3 separate regions of the Mus musculus genome follow, and all the other regions are linked to region 3. Evidence: chromatin contacts called from public promoter capture Hi-C data. All regions are on one chromosome and are shown on one strand. Each heading gives the region's core, a stretch centred on a gene start, on an enhancer-like site or on the middle of the called end of the contact. The rest is flanking DNA. Distances are from core to core; before and after follow the strand shown. Region 1 overlaps Atl1 (atlastin GTPase 1). Region 2 holds the start of 4930512B01Rik (RIKEN cDNA 4930512B01 gene). Region 3 holds the start of Pygl (liver glycogen phosphorylase).

Evidence for each region. Promoter capture Hi-C pulls out the DNA fragments that hold promoters and counts their contacts.
Region 1: a contact with region 3 is called in a promoter capture Hi-C map of second pharyngeal arch cranial neural crest, with 2.4 times the contacts expected there. The contact joins the enhancer-like site here to the promoter of Pygl in region 3. A contact is called at or near these places in 9 of 39 promoter capture datasets (the 3T3-L1 cell line, 3T3-L1-derived adipocytes, cranial neural crest and 5 more), 1 of 484 Hi-C or Micro-C datasets (the N1E-115 cell line), 3 of 115 datasets of contacts at active chromatin or transcription factors (astrocytes, craniofacial prominence and embryonic hindbrain) and 1 of 9 other capture datasets (adipose tissue).
Region 2: a contact with region 3 is called in a promoter capture Hi-C map of embryonic stem cells, with 2.2 times the contacts expected there. The contact joins the promoter of 4930512B01Rik here to the promoter of Pygl in region 3. A contact is called at or near these places in 3 of 39 promoter capture datasets (the 3T3-L1 cell line, embryonic stem cells and stem cell-derived epiblast-like cells) and 2 of 115 datasets of contacts at active chromatin or transcription factors (craniofacial prominence and embryonic hindbrain).

The regions. Positions count from the first base shown.
Region 1 is chr12:69,905,572-69,910,323 of GRCm38.p6, forward strand. Atl1 (atlastin GTPase 1) reads left to right here. Exons shown (of 15, transcript NM_178628.5): 2 at 2,234-2,421. The coding sequence starts at 2,388. Among named protein-coding and RNA genes, the nearest start is that of Map4k5, 15 kb to the left of the region's middle. Within about 2 kb of position 2,525, at least 137 of the 459 cell types and tissues checked have an H3K27ac peak or open chromatin away from gene starts, as enhancers often do. A contact at or near this core is called in the N1E-115 cell line, craniofacial prominence, hippocampal neurons and 1 more, where this site is marked.
Region 2 is chr12:69,787,259-69,792,285 of GRCm38.p6, forward strand. 4930512B01Rik (RIKEN cDNA 4930512B01 gene) reads left to right here and starts at 3,086. Exons shown (of 8, transcript NR_033573.1): 1 at 3,086-3,193. It overlaps Cdkl1 (cyclin-dependent kinase-like 1 (CDC2-related kinase)), which reads right to left and starts at 3,449. Exons shown (of 10, transcript NM_183294.2): 1 at 3,385-3,449; 2 at 2,729-3,006. The coding sequence starts at 2,896.
Region 3 is chr12:70,224,207-70,229,009 of GRCm38.p6, forward strand. It overlaps Pygl (liver glycogen phosphorylase), which reads right to left and starts at 3,477. Exons shown (of 20, transcript NM_133198.2): 1 at 3,135-3,477. The coding sequence starts at 3,377. F730035M05Rik (RIKEN cDNA F730035M05 gene) reads left to right here and starts at 3,635. Exons shown (of 5, transcript NR_045174.1): 1 at 3,635-4,172.

The DNA.
Region 1 (4,752 bases), core at 1,275-3,774, 320 kb before region 3:
GTTCAGATCTCTAGTACCCGTGGAAAAGCCACAGAACGCTGGCACCTATAACCCCAGTGCTAGCTAGGGAAGAGACAGAGGAGCTCGGGGCTTTGCTAACAGCCAGCCTGGCCTAATTGGTGAGCTCCAGGTTTAATGATAGACTTCGTCACAATACAACAAGACACTGAGTGATAGAAAATTACACTAGACATCCTCCTCTGACCTCTACAAACAGAAACATCTGCGCGCACGCGCGCACGTGTACACACACACACTTTAAAAATATGGGTGGCATTGAACAATCTTTTAAAGAGTTCATGTATCTGCAGTCATTTTTCTGTTGCTGTGCTAAATACGTGACTATGCTGGTTCATTTTATGTCAACTTGACACAAGCTAGAGTTAACTCAGAGGAGGGAGCCTTGATGGAGAAAAATGCCTCCATTAGATCTGGCTAGAGGGTATTTTCTTAATTAATGATGGATAGGGGAGGACCCAGCCCATTTTCAGTGGTTCTATCCTTGATCCTGGGTTCTAAAGAATGTAAGCTGGGCAAGCCAGTAAGCTCACCCCTCCATGGCTTCTACATCAGATCCCACCTCCAGGTTCCTGCCCTGTTTGAGGTCCTCTTCTGGCTTTCTTCAATAATGAACAGGAGTATGGAAGTCTAGCCAAATAAACACTCCCCAACTTGCTTTTTGGTTGTGATGTTTCTTTCTAGCAATAGAAGCCCAAACTAAGACAATGGCCAAGGCAACTTAGGGGAGAAAGGATTTATTTGGGGCTTCAGTTCTAGAGGGAGGAGTCTGTTACTGTCTAGACTGGGAAGCACGGTATCAGGTAGGCAGCAGGCTAGGAACAGTTAAGAGCTCACATCTTTAGTTGCAAGCAGCAAGCAAGTTCTCAAAACCTGCCCGCACTGACATACTTCCTCCAACAAGATCATACCTGCTGGAACAGTGCCACCAACTGAAGACCAAGTGTTCAAATGTCTAAGACTATTGAGAGAGCTCTCATCCAAACCATCTTAGGAATGCTCAACATATATAAGGTGTGTGTGTGTGTGTGTGTGTGTGTGTGTGTGTGTGTGTGTGTGTATGTGTGTGTGTGTGGGGGGGAGAGAGAGAGAGAGAGAAAGAAGAGACTAACTGTAAAATGTAAAGAAATTATAGAATTGTTTTTAAAATTCCATTTAAAATAATATAAAAGTAATTCAGACAAGGATACCAGGATGTACTGAAGTCATTAGATGAAAAATCCTTAGGCAACAGTTGAAGACTCACTGTATACATAGTTATTTCCTAAACTGTTTTTGTAATGCCCAGTCTCATAGTATTTACCCATAGATGGCTTCACTGAAAAGGGGATATGGGCTTACAAAAGTGAGGAGTTGCTTATAACGTATTCTGCTTAAGTGGAGACCATGGATCTAGTCCTTAGGAGGCTGGTGGTGTGTGAGGAGATAAATGGGGGTGGAAATATCCAATGGTCAAAGAGCAGGAAGTGATGGTGTCTGTAGGATGCTGACCACACCAGAAGTATGGGTAGAGAGGCAGAAACACCAAAAAAAAAAAAAAAAAAAAAAAAAAAAGAAAAAGAGGAAGGGTATTTTTAAAAAGTGTTTGTTGCATTGTGCTTTTCCTTCATATTTGCCTGCAACCTTTATGGCTGCCAAGGCACCCTGTACCACCCATATGGAGCCTGATTTTAGTGTTTGTGTGTGTGTGTGTGTGTGTGTGTGTGTGTGTGTAAAATCTTCAGACAGTCTTTGCAACTTTGGGGTACATGTTGCAATTAGACATTGAGCCAGTTACAAATTACAGTGAACCTCTAGCATACTTTGATCTAAATTAGCTTAATTTTAACATCTAGTCTTGCTCAGCATACATATACAGCAATGCAAAGTATCCTCTTTTTAAAGTATGTCGTTACTTAACAAATGACGCCCTGAGGAGAATGCAGAGCACTTTAATTTGTCCAAATGTTGCTAGCATGTATTGGAACAGCCAGAATAATGGTGGTTTGTGTATTTCTGTCGCTAGATAATACTTTTAAATTCTGTGAAAATGTACAGGGGTGATGTTTATTTTTGTGTGTTTTCTGTTGAAAACAATGCAGTATATAGTCTGTCACTGTCTTCACAGTCTGGGGGTGGGCCAAGGTACAGAGGGTGTGACGCTGGTATTTGTGTGAACTCCAGCTGGTGATGCTGAGCTCCGTTCATCAGCTTTCCCCTCCCTTTTCTTCCCCAGTCCTTCCCACCAGCGCCACAGCAACATCCTCAGAATCTGAGCGAACTGCGCCCAGAACGGGCACAGAGCCTCTTAACTGCCAGAAACCTGCGGGGCCCTGGAGAAGACCGCAAGAGCAGTGACAGCGCCTCGCCACACCAGCCCACAGACCGCCATGGCTAAGAGCCGCAGGGACAGAAACAGTTGGGGTGAGTAGCAATCGGTAACTTGTGCAGCCTACACAGGGTCTGGCCCTGTGTTTTCTGCTGCTGGGTTCCAGCCTCTGCGACCAAAGACTGCTCACTGCTCCAAGGAATCGCGCTGTCACCAGTGCCGAGCCTGGTGCAGGCCAGGCCTGCAGCTCCTTCCCCATCCTGCACCGCCTCCTCCCAGCATTTGGACAGCACCCGCCCCGTTGCTCCCGGGACTCTGGGCTCCGCCCTAGAGATAGGTTGAAAGGGGGGCGCAGAAGGTGGTCTAGAGCTGTGGTTGCTGGCAAAGAGGGGAACAGGGTCAATCTGGAGCAAGCGGAGCCCCAGCCAGCTTTCTGAGACAAGGGCTTACTCGGATGCTGGCGGGCTCTGGGAGGACGGTGGAACAATGAGGTGGAGCGTGCGAGCTAGGACACTGCGCTGCAGAAGCATCTCAGCAGCCTGGGAGATGGGGTACCCTCCTGAGAGTCTCCAGCACTGTACACTTACCTCAGTTTGGGGTTAGTGGAGGGATGGGGAAGAAAGCGAGCAGAGTTGGGGTTTCTAGCCTGTTGGCTGACATGGACCTTTCGCCTAATTCAGACTAGCCTGGCTTTGTTCTTCGATTTTTACCTTGTAGAGATACTGGGTTCATGATTCAGCACCGGGCCTAGGGAAGGGCTGGGCCTAGTGGGTTCACGCGCGAGTGGGTGGGCGGTGCTCACGCAGGCAGAGAGGAGAAGAGCGCAGCGATGCGGGAGAAACCGCGCCCCGCCCGCTCTGCTGTTCCTGACCAGATCTGGAGGAGTGTGGGCAGGCTGGGCGGCCTTGTAGGTTGGGCTCCAGATTTCTTGCAGGCACAATGCTTAGCTCGTCAACATCCTAACTAAAGCCCTATAAGCTAATTTTATGATCGGAACCAATGTGGATCTCAAACCAAAGACAGGTGGTGCATAAGAGAAACATTGTGTTCAAGTGGTTTGGCTTTGTTATTGTTTTGAAAGTTCATGCCCACTAGGGGAGTTCAGTGCTCCTTGGTTCTCTGATTCTGAGTTCTATTTCTGTCATCTTACTAAGAGGATAGTCGTACCTTCTAGCCAGTTACTTGTTTTCCTTTGTTAAAAGATTATAATGCCTCCTTGCCGTGCATTGATGCGGCGGCCACAAGATCGTCCTGTTCTGCGGGCAAGGATTACATTTGAGACATTACATTCTAGATCAGTGGTTGCTGTGGAGAGGTGGGGCAGGCAGGCAACAGTCAAACGCAATTTCATTTTCAAGATCATCAACCCTGGATTTCAATATTGCAGATACCGTCTTTGCTTCCTTTGAAAGCTTGGGTGAAGGTTCTCCTGTCCCTTTGCATCTTGTTCTTCCTCTAGAATAGGAGAACTTTGCACCCCGTTGACCGTCCCAGTGAAGGTGCGTGTGTTCAACTCAGATTTTAGTAGTATTCTGTGGTTGGATTGTTGACTCCACCCAGCTAGGAGCCATGCATGTAGAATTTTTTTTTCTGAGAATTAAAATTTTTCTTATTATGTTTTAGCTCATTATTCTTCAGTCTTTAGTTACAGATTTCTTAGATAGTGGGTCCCCCCTCCTTTCTTGGATTTGCCATTCTCAAATGGGATTTACATAAGATCACATTGGAAACTTAATAGAAATAAATGTCCCCACAGCATCCAGCCAGGGGTTTTGAGTCAACAGGTCTGAAGTAAAGCCTAGAAAGCCTTTGTTGTTTGATTTATTAGTATTGTAAGTATTGAGGAACAGCTAGCCTGTGATGTTGTTACTTTGAGAAACTGCCTCTTAGCTCATTGATGTTTAATAATCATCTTCCTAACAGTTCACTCCAAAATCATCAGGACAATACCAATATAAGTGATACATTGGGGGGAATGTTACAGTCATTACTTGTCCACTGGAAACTTTCAATAAACAATGAAATGCTAGAGTTTGACTTCAGTGTTTCACTACTTAGGTTTTTACTTGCTGTGGAGTATCTATAAATTATTTAGGAAATACAGTGATAAGAGGTAGAAATTTTAACAAAGATGTTAACCATTCCTACCTTAATTCCACTGTATTCCCAGTACCCGCCATGGTACTGTGTGCCTGGCAGTGCATATGACAGCATATTCAATGCAAATTCATCTGAATTATCCCATTTACTCTTTAGCTGTTAAAATACTCATGTCTTTACGTATCTGTTTTGCAGATGGAAACAGTGGTAGTCACTGGTAGGATAAATGACTTAAAGTCATATGTTTTGTAAGTTAGAGAACTGTAGTTAGCAGCTCGGGTTTTCTTCTGATTTACTTTTTGTAGCATGATACCATGGGATGGTTT
Region 2 (5,027 bases), core at 1,836-4,335, 440 kb before region 3:
AACACAGCAGGGTCTGGTGGTGCCAGACAACGCTCCGCATACTTAACAGGAGAAATCCTGACAACTCTAACTCAGTTGAGAAGGAGAAAAAAAAAATGTGTTTTGAAATGTCGTGGGCCATGAGTCCAAAAGTCTGCAAATGACAACCTTTTCATAAAATGTAATCTCAGTGGACTGGGCAGTGGTGGCACATGCCTTTAATCCCAGCACTCAAGAGGCAGATGCAGGGAGATATGTGAGTTCAAGGCCAGCATGACTTGCAAAGGGAGCTCCAGGAGAGCAGGGGCTATACAGAGAAACCCTGTCTCAAAAAAACCAAAGCCTCTTCCTCCACTTCCTCCTCCTCCTTTTCTTCCTCTACCTCCTCCTCCTCTTGGCTATCTATCCTTTTCAGAAGAAAAACAGATAATTTAGCATGATGATCAAAGTCCCCCTTCCTACCTCAGCAGCCGTTCTTTGGCTTCTGGAAGGGGCTGTCTGGGTCAGCCCTCACCTGTCTGGCCTGTGGCCACTGAGCATCCTTTGTCCTTTGCTTTGAGGTCTCACTCTGAGTGTTTCTCTTCATCTGGGATCATGCTTCTCACTGTGCATCCAATAACCCTCCCTAGGAGCTCCCCTAGTTGCAGGGGGCCCTGTAGTGTCGACCTGCGTTTCCCACCGAGATTAGTCTCCCTTTCCCCTAGAACCACAGAGCTTCACCTCAAGGTCCAGCTCAGCCCACCGCAAACACAGCTGCTTTATCTCAGTCTCGCTCAAACGTCGAAATCCGCTTCTAACTTGCTCTCTTTAATCAACGGCACCAGAAGAGCTCTTGCCAGCCCCCCCTGGGACCCAATGTCAGTGACACAGGCTCTGCTCATTAGAGTCTCAGTACACCAGAAGTGAAAAGGGTGGTAGTAGGTAGATTTCACTCCACCTACTTCCCAAGAGCTGAGCTTGTGAAACATCTTTGCACAACACTCTTTTAAGGTACAGTTAGGCTCAGTAAGAATTATTGGATCAATGAAGAAAATATGACTTCATTTAACAAATCCTCAATTCACTTAGGTATCATATATTCACCGAGTACATACTGGATATTAGGAATATCATATAATTTTGAAGAGTTGGAGCTAAAGAGACATAAAACCAGTAATCTCCCACCACCTTACTCAGACTAGAGGAGAAACATTGAGCACCTGGTGTAGAGGGTGGGGGCTTCCTGCTTTCACACGCTCTGTGGTGTTCACCACACACCTCACATTGTTATTTATTTAGGTAGGTGAACACACAGTTGCTACACAGCACTGTGGGGTCAGAGGTCAACCTGGGGGCCTTGATTCTCACTCAGTTAGCATTGACTTGGAAGGAGAAACTCGGGGAGCTACACCTGGAAACACAGTGATAATAAAATGTGCTGAGATACACGTACCTGTGCTGGGAGGTCGGAGAGGACATTCTCTGAGCCAAAGAGAACAGCCACCGTGCTCCTGGGAACACTAATTTTGGTGGATGGAACACATAAGTGTTACTGTGTACCATGGAGGTCAGAGGACAACTTGGGGGAATCGATTCTCTCCTATCATGTAGGACCAAGGGATCAAATTGAGGCTATCAGTTTGGTGGTGAGCACATTTATGCACTGAGCCATCTTTCTAGCCTATTATTATTATTATTATTATTACTATTATTATTGAGTAAATCAACCCATTGAAGACTGGGAATGTGCCTCGGTGAGAGAAGGTTTTGTTAATTTGATAAAGTCTCTGGGTTCAATCCTTAACACCACAAAGTAGTAATAATATTGACAATGATGATGCTAAATAAAGAGTAAGGCAGCTATCAGCTTCTACTGAGAAAGTGGACATGGTCAGTGGCTCACGAGAGCAGAGTGCAACACTGGCTGTGTGGAGGAGAGTAGGCAGAGGACCCCAGCTGGGAACCGGCACAAACATTTGAGTTCACCCCTTCTGAGAGCATCATCCACTCATACACTTGGCCAGGGTCTGGACAGAACACCGAGGCCACACTTTCTGAAGCACAGTTGATTCCCCATGGGAGCCATCCATGGCCTGCCTCATCCTGCAGTAGCAGCTGCATTGCCTCTGAGAAATTCAGAGAAGCCTCTTTCCAGAATAAGAGGGAACACACTTTTGTCTTGTAATGAACACCTTTGTCCAAGGACCTAAGCTTAGATTCCAACACTCACAATAAATGCTGCCCGAGGGCAGCTGTCCACCTGCAATCCCAGTACTAGATCCTGGAGAGCACTGGCTAGCAATCCTAGTGAGACACTGTATCCATATACAAGGGGGAAAATGGTTGAAGAAGATGGCTAGTGTTAACCTTTGGCTTCCAAATGCCACACACACACACACACACACACACACACACACACACACATTTATGCGCGCACACATGAACACACATATACAGATGCATATATAGCCCAAGAAAACAGGACAATGGGTTAAAAATACAAAATGAAAACAAGCTGGAAGCTCAAAACTCAAAAACTCTAGCAAAGTCGAGTTGTTTTAAATTCTGCTTCTTAGAGACCCGTGAAAAGACTGTCTGCAGTTGACGCCAAGAGAGCCCCACACCTCTCCTGTCCACCTTCTTACTCTTACATAATCCGTTCTCTGCGCACAGACTCTGATTTGTGCCATTGAAGACAAAGGCTGTGTGGGAAGAGGGCAGAGCCTCAGCCCAGAGCATCTATCTAGCACAGAAAAAGCAAATTAGCTACCTTGAGCATGCGGATTTCTCGAAGGGCGATTTTCTTTATGACAGGGTCATCTTCGGTTTCCAGAAACCTCTTGATGGCCACGATCTGACCCGTGTCCCTGTTTCTGCACTTGAACACTACCCCATAGGAGCCTTCTCCAATCTTTCCAATTTTTTCATATTTTTCCATTACAGAGGAGGAGCAAGTCTTCTTGAGAACGGATTTTCATATAGTTTTTAAAGGTCGTTTATGAACTGACCTCTCTCGAGCCTCATCAAGTAAGGGCTGTCGTCCGCGATCTAGAGAAAACAAGGCGCGAGTTAAAGAATAAGGATCAGCCAGGTGTGGACTCCACCCCCACCCAGCAATGACATCGCGGTCAAGGCTGGGAGTCTACAGGTGGCTGCCATGGGTGACCTAATTTCAGTTGTCTGTTTCATTCCCTCGAGCTAAAGATGTAGCCAGCATCCAAAAACGAGCCGAGCTGTAAGATAATCTATCTTTTTAACGTTATGGTTCATACGATCTAAGACACTTGAGCTGGCTGGAGCACCAGGAAGGCGAAGGGCTTCCCCGGTTCTAGTTTCGGGTCTCAATTCCCTCCGGAAGAGGACACCGGCTGGGCAACCGGGCCCGTGGGGACTGCGGGAACTGCAGGGACTGTGGGGACCTCCCACCCTGACTCCTGAGGCGCCTCTCGGCCCAGCTCTAGCACAGCAGCCTGCAGCTCGGCTGGGTGACTGCTGCGATCCCCATGGGAACCGCGCCGGTTGGGCGGGGCCGCCCTCCGCCCTGCTGTACCCGCAGCCACTTGGCCGGGTCCCTGACCCCGCGCTGCAGGTCCAGAGGGTTTAAATCGTGGAAATCACAGCATGGAGAGTTTGCAGGGAGAACGCCTGCTCCCAGGCTGTCCTAGCAGCCTGCTCGGGCTAGGGTGACCAGGTCCATACCTTATTACGTCCACTCCTTGGTGTCCGTTCCTCGCCTGTGAACCCCGGAGGACAGCAATTGCTCGGTGCTGCAGCTTCGAAAAATGAATGAGAGAGAGTGAGGCAATAGAGGGAGGCAGGATGGCCTTCCCTCCCATGTAGTGGGGTCTTGGCGGTGCAGAGCCTGCTTTGATTGCCTTGACTCTTTCCCCAATCACCTTCTTATTGAACCTGTTTCAGTACAGTGACAGTGGCAGTTGATGGATGCAGGAAATCTTGAAATAAGGATCGCACAGACAGCCTCTACATTTTGTCAGCCCTTCCATCCCCTATGCTAGGCGCCGAGGTGCTTGTGTGCTGGCGGCAGGGCTACAGCAGAGAAAACGCACGATGTGAAACCTGGCCAACCCGGGGCAAGGAACGTGCGATGCAAATGTACACAGAGCTCAAGAGGAAGCTGGGTCTGGGCATACCGAGCGTGACGGCTGCCTGGCAAAGGGTAGAGGTATAATGAGTTACTAGAATAGACTCGTGGTGGTCTGGGACCCTCCCCAGAAATCATGTGCAAATGTGAATGCCTACTCTTTTTGACTTTTGTCTTCTCGATAGCTTTGCCTTGCCCAGAATATCGCGTACATGGAAACATACAGTGCACAGCTTTTATTGAGTCAGATTCTCACTTCACAGAATACATCTGAGAGCCACACACATCTTGCATTTAGCAGCAGTGTCTTCCTGTTTATTGCCGGGTAGCGTTCTGTTGTATGAACGTACTGACTGGTATTTATTTGTTTATTCAATCCTGGTTGAAGGATATTTGGATTGTTTCCAGTGTGGGGTGATTATACATGAAGCCGCTATAGACGCCGTGCATGGTGCTTTCTGTGAAGCCAGGTCTTCATTTTTCTTGGGGAAATCCTTAGCGGGAGACCTCTGCACATTGAGCTTATCTTTTCCATTTTACCTTCCCACCTGCAATGTCCCCAGTGCCCGGCATCCTTGCGGTCCTTTTGGCTTTAACTATTTTTTAAAAATATTTATTTATCTATTATTACATGTAAGTACACTGTAGCTGTCTTCAGACACTCCAGAAGAGGGCGTCAGGTCTCATTACGGATGGTTGTGAGCTACCATGTGGTTGCTGGGATTTGAACTCAGGACCTATGGAAGAGCAGTCAGCTCTCTTAACTGCTGAGCCATCTCACCAGCGGATTTAGCTATTAAAATAGATGGTTAATGGCTTCTAATGGTTTTAATATGAATTTGACTTTTAACCTTCCCTATAGATGTGTTCTCGCTTCAGGATTCTAAGAGACTTATGGAAATTTTTTGGCGCCAACACCTCTCTCTTCCCCAGTGGGCTGCAGTTCTCACTTGGGACATGGCAAAAG
Region 3 (4,803 bases), core at 2,227-4,726:
CCGTCCGTGTGGATTTTCACTCTGACAAAACGGAGCCTGTTTTCCTGTTTTACTGATCTATACAAAGCTCTTTTGTAAATATATCCATACCTTACACTTGCAATTGTGAAGTCACACCCCTGGAATCATGACATTTGTGCAAAGTCCATTTTTTTTAACCTTTCTTTTAAGCCCAAAGCAGTACTGATGTAAGATCTACTAGCATAAATAGCATCTTAAGAAAATTTAAGGTGTTTCCAGGTCTTCTAGATAGGTTTGCTCTGAGTATCTATATATATGAGGGACTTTTTAAGGGCAGGAACTATAGGGATTTCCCTATTTTTCTTACAAGTAACATTTTTTTTTGTAGAGAAAATATACTTTATATTTGAGAATATGTAAAACCTTGAAAAATAGACCTTTGTTTCCTTAATGTCCTATGGTCATTTATTGCATATTTGTAATGATAAAATATTTGAATATTTTCATTCACTTTGTAAACTACATGCACACACCACTCCTAATATTGTATGTATATTATACAAAAATACAAAAGGTTTCAAAAGATAGAATAAAGATGATACAACAATATTTTTTAAAAAGTTTTGTTTTTGTTTTGTTTTGTTTTGTTTTTTTAACATTGTTTCAAGCACTAACTGGAGGACCTGGGCATTGCTTTCTGGTTACCCTGTCAGGTGTTTAAAATGTGACAAAAAAAAAAAGCTGAGACTTGCAGGGCAGGCAGGAGTGGCACCTGGAGACCGGTTCTGGGAAGGGTACGTCAAGTGGAGGGTGAGCAGCGGGCGAGAGCTGGAAATGGGTAAGTAGGAGAGGAGGATGGGAAGGCGGATGCAGGCAGGTAATGGCTGAGAGGATGGAAGGGCAGGTTCACCTGGAAGATGACTTCAGCATGCTTAAGGACTATGCCAGGGTCTGCAGCCAACCTTAACAGAGTCAAGAGTCAAGATGTGTTGTTTTAGGAAGCTCAGCTGGACCCAGGCCTGGACTGCAATGGGACTACAGATGCAGTGCCTTTGGGAGCTGACAGAGAAGATGAAGATGTAACTGAAGTTACAGCTGGAAGCACGAAAGCATGCCGAACTGTAACCCAAAGCCACTGAATTTGACGACACAGAGGCTAGCCCAAAGCCATGAAACATAACTACCCAGAGGAGGACCTCTGGCAAAGAGGTGTATGCCTGTTAGCCATGGTAAGCCTCTGGCTGCTGGCTTACACTTCCAGGGAAGTGAGGTCATGGCTGAGAATCCCTTACAACAGACCTGTAGGCCCTCTCAGCTACGCAGAGGCTGGAAGAGAGTGGGAAGTTTGATGGGCAGTGCAGAAATTTGAAAGGGGAATATAAAAGAAAGTCAAAAGCTAAGACCAAGTTTTGGGCTGTAGCGACTGTCATGGTGGTGACACGGAGTCATTAAATTAAAAAAACACAGAGGGCAGGTCAGGATTTGAAGGAACGTGACTTGAGTTTCTGTGTGCTGAGTTTGAGGGGACAGGACGAGGCTTCAGTATCATTAAACCTTTGGCATGCTTCCACAGGGACTGGGCTAGGGAACAGGACTTGGTGACTTGTGGGCACACCAGGGAGCAAGGCTGGGGAAGGAGCTTGGGCACACCTCCTGGTTTTACCCAAGTTCTCTTCGAGGACTGTAACTGTCCAGTTTCCACAGAGACCATCATGCAGCAAACACTACGATCCTGCATGAAGTCAATTTTTAAGAACTTCCAAGCTCTTCTAAGAAGAGTTATGCAACATGTTTGCTGCTACTCTGCCCTTGTATAGGAAGGAAGAGTCAGGAGAAAAACTAACCATTGAACCAGGAAGATTACCCGTGGAGCAGAAACAACCTATCTCTCTGTGCTGGGATGCTAAATGCTACAGAGTAGCGGTTGCGTTTGTGTGTTTCCAAAATGTTGCTCCAACTCAGGCAAGTCCTGTACCACCTCTAAAAAATTCTAACTCAAGGTGCAGCTTGTTGTACGGATAAAAAGACACAGTCATGAATGTGGACCTGAAGTCTTTTCTAAGCAAAGGTTTAGAGTTGGAAGGATACAAATTAGCAGTTGTCCTGTTTGGGTAGCAGTCTGCTAGGCTCTTAGAACCACAGTATCTTACTATAGGAGTTTATCCCTCAGTCTTGGAAATTTCCTATAGTTCTCAGGCACAAATGGTAGAGATAGATTTTCTCGATGTTCTTATGTATTTAGAAACGCCTAAGTAGTAAGTATGTATCCGCATTTCCCATTGCCACCAGGGTCTGCTGTTCATCTTTTCCAACTTAACTCCAAAGCCAGTTTTTCCAGCTTTCTCTTCCAAAACATTCACCACACCATCCCCCATAAGGCTGCTGCCGCCTTGCACTCTCCCTGTCCGCTCCTCCCCAACCTTTCACATTAGCTCTGGTTCTCTTCCAAGACTGGTCATGATGGGGTGGTGTTCCTCCACATGTCCACCACCCCAGAGACTCCGCATTCTGGCCCTTGGTAGAAATAGGAGCTGGTTGCCTAAATGTGGTGTCCCCCACATCTCTGGGGCCTCCACAAGGCTTCTGGAAGGGAGAAGGGTGTTTTTACAGGGATAGCTTCAGGTGAGTCTCTTGGCAAGGCCCATCAGGCAGTCAGCACAAAGTTCAGGAACTGCAGTCTCCACTCGGTCTGGGCCCTGGGCCGGGACCTCCCCCATCTTTGTTGCACAGCTAAGCTAGGCAGCCCTGAGGCCTGGGCAGGGTCACTATTAGAGGAACTCTAAACTTCCCTCTCCTTTCCTTAAACACTAAGCTTGACCCTCTAAGGCTAGGCTTTTGTATGTTTTTGTTTTCTGTGCCCCTTCCCGGCCCCCTGGACCTGAGCGGATTGTCAGGGCCCCCGGAACCTGGACGGATCACATAGGAGGCGCAGGATCCCCCTTGGTTAAGTGCTGAGCAAACTCCATAGTTTGCTTAGTTCGCCAGAGAGGGAAGCGTGGGCTCTTGCCACCAGCTGGTCTCCGGATCTCACACCACAGTGGAGCCCTGAGGATGGCACACCGCTGTGGGGGAGGTGGAAGGGATGGCCGAGCCTATGTCCTGCTGCTGGCCTAGACTTCGAGACCAGGACAGGGAGTGGAGGGGAGGGGGGACAAACGCCCTTCGCCTGGTACCTTGGGACACTTGTCGTAGTAGTGCTGCTGTGTACGGATCCAGCGCCCCACCAGGTGGTCGCGCACTGTGTGCGCAAGGGCGAAGTAGTAGTCGCGGGGGGTGGCCACATTGCGGTCCTTGACCAGAGTGAAGTGCAGGTGACGGTTGAAACCCTTTTTCAGCTCGGCCACATTCTCTACGCCCACGATGCCTCGGATGCTGATCTGCCGTCGCTTCTCCTGGTCGGTCAGGGGCTTTGCCATGGTTGCGGGCGGAGGGAGCACAGAACGGTCTCCGGGCTGCAGGACTGGCCTCCTCCCTTCCTTACTTGCTGCTTTTGAGACGCTGGGGAGTTGGGGATCCGCCCCTCTCCGGGTTCCCGCCCACCCGTGGCTCCCAGAGTGACGCCCCCCCAGGGGGGCGTGGGAGCCCCAGGGCGGTGCTGCGGCTGCGGGCACCGCCCCTCGGCCGCTCCCAGAACGTCCAGGTCACGTAGTGCGCAAAGGCTCTGACCGCGTCTCTCGGTGTGGAAGGAGGCCTCGGCTGGCTCGCTTGTTGAGTTCCCAGTAAAGCCATTGCCTCTTCTCAGTGGGTTCCACGGTTGCTTCCCAGGGTGACATTGTAGGGTCAGTGTGATTTAACCCTGATTGCCCCGGTCTTGCTTCCCAGTTTTTAGGCATAGTACTATCCTGGGTTCTAAGGGGGCCTTGGTTGGTTGGTTTATTTATTTTTTTTCTGAGGACGCAGGACTGGGGTTTCTTGACTCCTAGGCCCAGGCTGGACTAACCCACAGTAGTTGGCCACAGTTGGTGTAAAAGTCAAGGGGTCTGTTGAGAAAGCTTTAGTCTCAGTGGGGGACAAGACTTCGTTCGATTTGAGACCCCTTGTTTGCACTGCTCTTTGACCAAATGAGGCATAAGGATAAGAGGGCGTGGGGGAAGGGGAGGGAGGGAGAAGGAGAGAGCACTCCAGGAACCAGTTGTCCCGTGTTCAGGAGACATACTGGTGTGTGATCTTTATACCAGATCCGAATGTGATGGTGTTTAAACTTTGGAAAGGTAAACATGAGGCATTTTAAGATGTCAATTTTTTTTTTCTCAAAATGTATGTACTGTACGCGTGTGTCCTCAAATGTGCACACAGACACGTAGTGGTCCAGGGTTGGTTCTCTCCTCTCGTGATGGTTGCTGGGATCGATCCAGAGCGGTCAAGCTTGGCAGCAGATGCCTTTACCTGCTGAGCCATCTAGAGGGTCCGTGTCAGCCTACCTGCCTGCCTTCTTTCCTTCCTGTCTATCACTCCTTTCCTTCTTTCTTTTCTTTCTTTTTTTCTTTCTAAACAAAGCTAACTATTAGAGGCCAGAGAAGGAGTTTGGTTACTTAATTCATATAAACCAGCTATTACCCTAAAAGTGAAAGTTTTACTGTCACAGATCTAACTGCGGTTTCAGATCCTGGTCCTTCCAGCTTCCAGGGTTTTGGCTCCAGCCTTTGGGGCAGATGAAAACTAAGTGGCTTCATGCAATGGCTTTGAGGACAGCATGGTCCTATGAGACAGGGTAAGGGTTGGATTTGATTGAGCCAGAGATACCCAGAGCTGAGAGTGAGTGCAGAGTTTGGTCAGAATGCTTGACTTAAAGCTAAGAGGCTGTGAGCATCCACTTCTGTATTTGCCAGGTATTGGCATAGC